Linked DNA regions of Ovis aries: region 2 is linked to region 1. Evidence: chromatin contacts called from public Hi-C data. All regions are on one chromosome and are shown on one strand. The core of a region is the stretch at or near the end of the contact, and the rest is flanking DNA. Distances in the headings are between cores, read along the strand shown.

Region 1 (3,614 bases), core at 350-2,849:
AACTGGATCCCTGTGATGGCCTTCTTGGGGGTGCTGTGACCCAGACTGTAGTCTTAACGCACAGTCCGCTGGCAGAACTGCTAACCTGAGCTGGCGGGCCTCTGGGTCCCGTCTCCCCATCAGTGACGGGCACGACCTGGGGAGTAGGGTTTGGACTTAAGAGAGAGTGATGGTGGAACAGAGAACAGATGACTGTTTAACAGGAGTCCGTCTTGTTCCCAGCTGCAGAAAGTAGAGGCTAGAGGGGGAGGGTGCCAGCTGAGCTCAGGTCAGGGGGCGTTGCTGGGGCAGCTGTGTGGCTGCTGCTGCCCTCTCTGCGGTTGCCATGCTGATCAGTCCACAGTGGGACTGCATGTGCCCGTGTACCCGGGACTGCGTGTGCCCGGAGGAGAGCCGTGAGGGGGCAGGGCGTGCAGGGCGTGCCGACCAGGCTCAGCGTGGGGAGTGGTTCCCCCGAGGGGCGGCCAGCCTCGCCCGGCTCCCTCCCGCATCCTCCCAAGCCTGGCCCTTTGCGTCCCGCCCCGGCCCACCCTGGCCCCGGCCCACCCTGGCCCCTGCCCTGCCTCTCGGCTGACTGCCGCATTGAGCCAGTTCACTTTCACGGGGTTCTGGCCTCTGTCCCTTACAGCCCTCCGTCAGCTCTGCCTGCGCCGAGCTGGGCCTGCTTCAGGCTCCCCCAGCCCCCTCCTGGCCTGCAGGCGTCGCAGCACACGCTAGCGTTTCCCTGGCCTCTCTCTCTCTCCTCCCCATCACCTCACTGCTCCTGGTGTTCCTCGTCCAGAACTGCCTCTTGCCTTGGCTGACCTCCCATCTCCCTCCGAAGACCGCCACCCTGAAGACCGCCACCCTCTCTGCTGGCATACTCGCTCCTCTCTGGGTCAGCGCCCTCACCTGCGTTCTGTCTTGGCTCAGATGCTCCAGAATGGACAGTTACCCAGAAGGCTCTTGTCCGTTTGTCCGTCATCAGAACTTGGGGTCGGGGCTGCACGGTTCACCAGCTCCATCTGCCCAGGTAGAAGGCAGCTCTGAACACAGTGCGTCTCTGCCGTCCACAGGCAGCCTGGGCCCTCCGCAAATTCATGTGGCAGGAAATTGGTTAAGAACCAGTGTGGAAGCTGCTGTTAGGTGATTTTATTTTCACATGATGCAGAGATCGCAGGGCAGCAGTCCGTCATGAGAACCATCTCTCTACCATTTGGTGCCCCCCAAAGTGAAATGAGTGCCCCAGTAGAGGTGCCAGGGTGCTGCGGGCACAGGCTCAGGATGCGGGGGAACTCGGTCACCTCTGGGGTGCCGCTGAGCTGGAATCCTCTGTCTGATCGCTTTTCCTGAAAGCTGACGTCCCTGTAGGGCTTCAGGCAGTTTGTCATCAGCACTGTTACTGAAAGTGGCTTCTAAATCAGCCTTACCTATAAAATAGAGTTGCTCTGTGGGTGTTTCTGAAGTTACATGAAGAGTGATTGACAGTATGTTAGTTACAAGTACAGCTGTTGGACTGGGGTTCTAGTCTGGCTCTGGCTTTTTGGGCAGTGCTACCGTGGCCAACTGGCCTAGCCCCTGCATTGCTTATAGGGTGAGGTCAGCAGTGCTAGAGGGAGAAGGCAGCTGAGGATTGGAGCAGTGCCGCCCCGTGGAGGCAGCGTGCAGGCTTAGTGAGTGGTCAGGGGTCGTTGAGAGGATTGGTTTCTAATGGGATTGAAGGCAGAGGAGCTTCATTACAATGCAGATCTTTGAATCTGTGCAAGGAGCATCTGGGCCGTCACTGGCCCGCTTCTGGGCACCAGCCTCTGGCCTCGGAGACTCAGCATCTGCTGGGCGGTTCACACCCTGCTGCTCTCATCCTTATGGGCCCAGCTTGTGACGGTCACCTCACCACCGGGGATGCCAGGCTTGACAGGAACAGCTGAAACCGAGCCGGTTCAGGGCCTTAGGGTGGAGTTTTAAGGATAGTAGTATAACCTGTTTTTTTTTCAGCCACTTGAATAATTCAGAAATTGGCATAGTATTTGTCCTGTGTAGGTCTGTGATTTTTGAATAAGGGATTTACTATCTCTTCCTCAGACGAGTGTACGTGAAAAATGAAGTTAAGATCATTCAGCTGTACTGACTGTAAACTCATTTGCAGGAGATGTTGCAGTAAAGATTCTGAAGGTTGTTGACCCCACTCCAGAGCAGTTCCAGGCCTTCAGGAACGAGGTGGCTGTCCTCCGGTGAGTGTAGAGTGGGCCTCTGTGGAGCTGTGGAGGGGCGGGCGGGCCCTGCCTCTGGGGGCGTGCTCCTGTGGAGCTCCCTTTCGAGTGGAAAGGAGTGGAACCTTCTTCCAGCTCCTGTGCTCGTTAGGCCTTGAGAAGAGCTGCTTGATGGCACCGCCCTCCCACCGCCTCAGCCTCTGGGCTCACCACCTCAACAGCTCAGGTTCTGTTGCTGGGTTTTGGTTTGACATAGGGAGAAATAGGTTCTATTTTCATATTTATTTCCAAGAACTCTTTATAGCCAAATGGCCTTAATTTGGACTTCAAAACCATCAGCTTTTCAGTCTTTGTGGAGTCCCTGATTAAACTCAGGACTAGGCTGAGTGGATGGGTGACCCCTGTGCTTGTTGGGTCTGTGCTGCTGGGAGGGGACGCCTTCTCTGCCGTCCAGGCCGGCACCCGGGTGGCCGCCCTGCTAGCCCAGAGCAGCGGCTGTGTGGGCGCAGTCTGCCATGCTTGCTTTGCAAGCCCCGGGGTTGTAAGTGCGGAGGTGTCGGTAGCACACCAGCTGCGCTCGGGGGCAGGATGCACCTCCCTGTCTGCAGAAGCACAGAGCCTTTTGTTCCCCCTCCTCCAGCAAAACCCGGCACGTGAACATCCTGCTCTTCATGGGGTACATGACGAAGGACAACCTGGCGATCGTGACGCAGTGGTGCGAGGGCAGCAGCCTCTACAAGCACCTGCATGTCCAGGAGACCAAGTTCCAGATGTTCCAGCTGATCGACATTGCCCGGCAGACGGCTCAGGGAATGGAGTGAGTGGATGGCTTGACGAGTAGGAGGTCTGGGGTCCATGCACCTTGTCCCTAAATCAAAACCAAGATTAGGGAAAGCTCAGTCTGTTAAGTGGATTCTGTGATATTTTTGCACAGCTGGAAGTGAACCTGTGGGGTGGACTGAAAGAATGAGAATGTCAGGTTTCTTGCCTGAGCTATCTACCTGCTTAGAGCTCAGATTCAGGTTCCAGCTGCTGCCCTCAGAGTTCAGCCAGACACCCCAGAACACAGAGTGGGCCGGCAGCTTCTGGGGGGCGCCACGCCTCTGAGGTGTAGCTGTCCAGTGTGGTTTATCCACCTGAGGGTTTATCAGATGTCACTTTTCTGATAATTTACATCACCGACTTGATGGACATGAATTTGAGTGAACTCCGGGAGATGGAGATTGAAAGGGAGGCCTGGCATGCTGCGATTCATGGGGTTGCAAAGAGTTGGACATGACTGAGCGACTCAACTGAGCTGAAGTTGTGCTTGCAAGTGGTTTATAAAATCTCCTGTCGTGCTTGTAAAATTCATACGGAATTTGCATGGTATACATTTTCAGAAATGACTAGTGACTCGTTTTATTCAGAGTTGTGCAGCCATTA
Region 2 (3,614 bases), core at 575-3,074, 83 kb before region 1:
TTCTTGTCATTGTTTAATTTGTTCTTGTTGTTCAGTCACTAAGTTGTGTTTGCAACCCCGTGAGCTGCAGCGCAGCAGGCTGCCCTGTCCTTCACCCTTTCCCGGAGTTTGCTCAAACTCATGTCCATCTAGTCAGTGATACCATCCAACCATCTCATCCTCGGTCACCCCCTTCTCCTCCTGCCTTCAGTCTTCCCCCAGCACCAGGGTCTCTTCCAATGAGTTGGCTCTTTTGCATCAAGTGGCCAAAGTATTGGAGCTTCAGTTTCAGCATCCGTTTCATGAGCCAACACTAAACTTTAAGAGACTTGCAATAAAATCCTGGAGTCACAACTCTTTCAGAAAATGCTTTGGATCTTAAAACACTGCAGCCTGGACTTCCCTGGTGGTCCAGTGGTTAGGAATCCGCCTGTCCATGCAGGGGGCAAGGGTTGAATCCCTGGTCTCAGAAGATCCCAAATGCCAAGGAGCAACTAAGCCCACATACCGGAACTACTGAAGCGCTCGCGCCCTAGAGCCTGTCCTCTGCAACAAGAGCAGCCCCCGCAAGAGAACTGCATGTACTACATCTGGAGAAAGTGCGTAGCAACTCAGGCCCAGCACAGCCAAGGAAAGCAGCCCTCTGCAGCCCCTTCCTGCCACAGTTGCGTACTTTGCTGATTGCCACAAGCCTTACCCCTTGGAGTCCTGATAGCTGCTGACCTCTCACACTTGCTGGGGCCCTGGGGGCTTTGCTTTTGCATCCCTTTTTATTTCCTCTGCGCTCTGAGGTGTTGGCTACTGGCAGGCTTGTTACAGTGTTCCCGATGCTGCCTCAAGCACTTTTAATGAGTTCATCCTCCTGCCCAGCCTATGAGATAGATGCTATTATTAGCCTCCAATTCCGTAAGTGAGGAAACACACAGAGATGCTAGGGGAGCTACCCAAGGTCACACAGCTGGGAAGTGGCAGTGCTGGGGCTCCGGCTCCTGAGTGGTGTGCTGTCAGCCTCGATACGCGCCACCTCTGCCAGAGACACTGAGCCCTTGCTCCTCCTTATTTTTCTCAAACTATTGTTTGTTTTTCTGATGATAATAAAAATACATGCTCATAAAAAAACACAAACGGGAACATGTAAAGAAACAAGTAAAAAAAAAAAATGTCTCAAACTTTCACTCCCAGCCCCTCCCTAGAAGTAGTAGCATTTGGGGGTCATGTTAGCAGATGGTCACAAGTATGTGTAATACAAGATGGGGTATTATCATCTGTATGTACTGAAAAGCTACAATGATGAGAGAATGATCTAGAACTCACACAGGGAGCCATTCGGGTGGGTTCAGATCTGCCAGCCTTTGTCCTCTGCCTGTGTGACCCTGGGCACTTCAGTTTTCTGCAAAATGAGAACCTCCTAGAACAGCAGGCTTAAAAACTTAATTGAGATAACAGAGGAGAAATGCTTAGCATGGTTTCTGACAGCCAGTGAGCACTCCCAAAAATCTAGTTGTGATTATGATTCATGGCTGATGGGAGCTCTTCCGGTTGGGAGCCACAGGGCCACGGAAAATTCATTCTCTGGCCACGGAGAGAAGCAAAGAGTGAAGGTTGCAGATGGTCTGAAGGCTGAAGGGAGACACCCAGCATGAAAGCCCGGCCTGCCGTCATGACCTGGAGGACCAGGAGCAGCTTAGAAAGTGAAGTGTGTGTTGGAGGTCGGGGGACAGGATATGGATTGGGTACTGGGGTGGGGCAGGGGCTGGAGGAGTCCTTGGGGTAAAGACCTAGGACCCCGCCCTTGATGGGGAACCCTCTCTCGAGGGCCGACTGTACTGGGTCCCCCGGTCTGGATAATCACCCGGGCGCTGAAACTCGCCCAGCAGTCTCCTCCCTCCGAGTAAATAGGTGTTGCTATTCTAAGCCGGCCTGAGAGAAAAATACTTGCTTTGCTTTGGAAGGATTTTTTTTTTTTTTTTTTTTTTAAGCCGTGAAAATAACAGGGCAGTAGGCTGACTATTTTAGGTTGGGGCCTTTGGCTGGCTTTCAAAGGCCCGGCCCAAATGAGATCTATTTAGAAACAGGTCGCGCTGCACACTCCGCACGCGTTGATCGTCCGGTAGAACAAGCCTGGATGGAGGCGTCCAAGAGACTCTGGGGCGCGGACCCGAGCAGCAGCGTTGGAGGGAATTGCGGGCCGCTGTTTACCCCGGGACTGTAAACGCGAGGCAGGCCTCTCGCTCTGAGGCTCTGCGCTCTTCCCACACCTGCTCCGCCCCGCCCGGCCCGCCACCCCCGCTGTGAGTTCTCAGGGGGCGGAGCCCACAGTCTGCCTGTCTCTCCACTTTAGGAATCCCGGGTCAGGGTGGGATTGGAATATGGGGAATGCTCCCCACCTTCTCTATAAATCAGCGGGGTAGGCGGCAGCGTCGGGGCCAGGGAGGAGCCTGCCCTCTGGAACAGGGCTGAAATTTTCCACTCTCAGTGGGTCACAGGGTGCCTCTGGGGACTGAGAAAGACACTCCGGAGGTGCCGGCCTGAGATGGAGTAGAAATAGCCCAAGCCGAGGAGACTGGAGTCTTGACCCTGGCCCTTTCAAGCTGTGTGATCTTGGAGAGGTAACTTAACCTCTCTGATTCTTTGTTTTCTTTTTGGTGAAATGGAGCTTCTAAAAGCAAACCTAGGGCTTCCCTCATAGCTCAGTTGGTAAAGAATCCACCTGCAATGCAGGAGACCCCGGTTCGATTCCTGGGTAGGGAAGATCCCCTGGCGAAGGGATAGGCTACCCACTCCAGTATTCGTGGGTTTCCTTTGTGGCTCAGCTGGTAAAAAAATCCGCCTGCAATGTGGGAGTCCCGGGTTTGATCCCTGGGTTGGGAAGGTCCCCCGGAGAAGGGAAAAGGCTTACCCACTCCAGCATTCTGGCCTGGAGAATTCCATGGACTAAGTCCATGAGGTCACAAAGAGTCGGACTTGACCGAATGACTTTCACTTTCAAAGCAAAGCTTACAGGACCAACGGGAAAGATTTAAGAAGGTACGGTATTTAAAAACATCTAGCAGAGGAGCCTGGTAGGCTGCAGTCCACGGGGTCACTAAGAGTTGGGCACACTGAGCAACTTCACTTTCACTTTTCACTTCATGCATTGGAGAAGGAAATGGCAACCCACTTCAGTGTCCTTGCCTGGAGAATCCCAAGAACAGAGGAGCCTGGTGGGCTGCCGTCCATGGGGTTGCACAGAGTCAGACACGACTTAGCAGCAGCAGCAGCACATGTGCAGTGGCCGCCAAATCTGGAAGCACAGAGTTTTTAAGAATCAGTGGTTTGTTGATTACACACAAAAAAATTTTCTTCCAAATGTTAGGGTCACCCTGTGGTGGTAATAATATATGGTTCTTACCATGTGGCAGGCACTGTTCTAAATGGTTTACATATATAAACACATTAAGTAAGTGTTAGTTGCTGAGTCGTGCCTGACTCTTTGCGACCCCCATGGACTGCAGCCCACCAGGCTCCTCTGTCCATGAGATTTTCCAGGCAGGGATACTGGAGTGGGTTGCCATTTCCTTCTCCTGGGGATCTTCCCAACTCAGGGATTGAACCTGGGTCTCCTGCATTGCAGGCAGATTCTTTACCGACTGAGC

The links. A called contact is a pair of places that touch in the nucleus more often than the background predicts.
Region 2: a Hi-C map of muscle shows a contact between it and region 1, with 3 times the contacts expected there. The contact joins two enhancer-like sites. A contact is called at or near these places in 4 of 16 Hi-C or Micro-C datasets (mixed tissues, muscle, skin fibroblasts and 1 more).

The regions. Positions count from the first base shown.
Region 1 is chr19:56,477,167-56,480,780 of ARS-UI_Ramb_v3.0, forward strand. RAF1 (Raf-1 proto-oncogene, serine/threonine kinase) reads left to right here. Exons shown (of 19, transcript XM_060402677.1): 13 at 2,126-2,210; 14 at 2,830-3,006. Among named protein-coding and RNA genes, the nearest start is that of MKRN2, 45 kb to the right of the region's middle. Within about 2 kb of position 1,600, at least 8 of the 54 cell types and tissues checked have an H3K27ac peak or open chromatin away from gene starts, as enhancers often do. A contact at or near this core is called in muscle, where this site is marked.
Region 2 is chr19:56,393,712-56,397,325 of ARS-UI_Ramb_v3.0, forward strand. It overlaps LOC132658191 (a long non-coding RNA gene), which reads left to right. Exons shown (of 2, transcript XR_009597461.1): 2 at 1-3,614. Among named protein-coding and RNA genes, the nearest start is that of RAF1, 16 kb to the right of the region's middle. Within about 2 kb of position 1,825, at least 18 of the 54 cell types and tissues checked have an H3K27ac peak or open chromatin away from gene starts, as enhancers often do. A contact at or near this core is called in muscle, where this site is marked.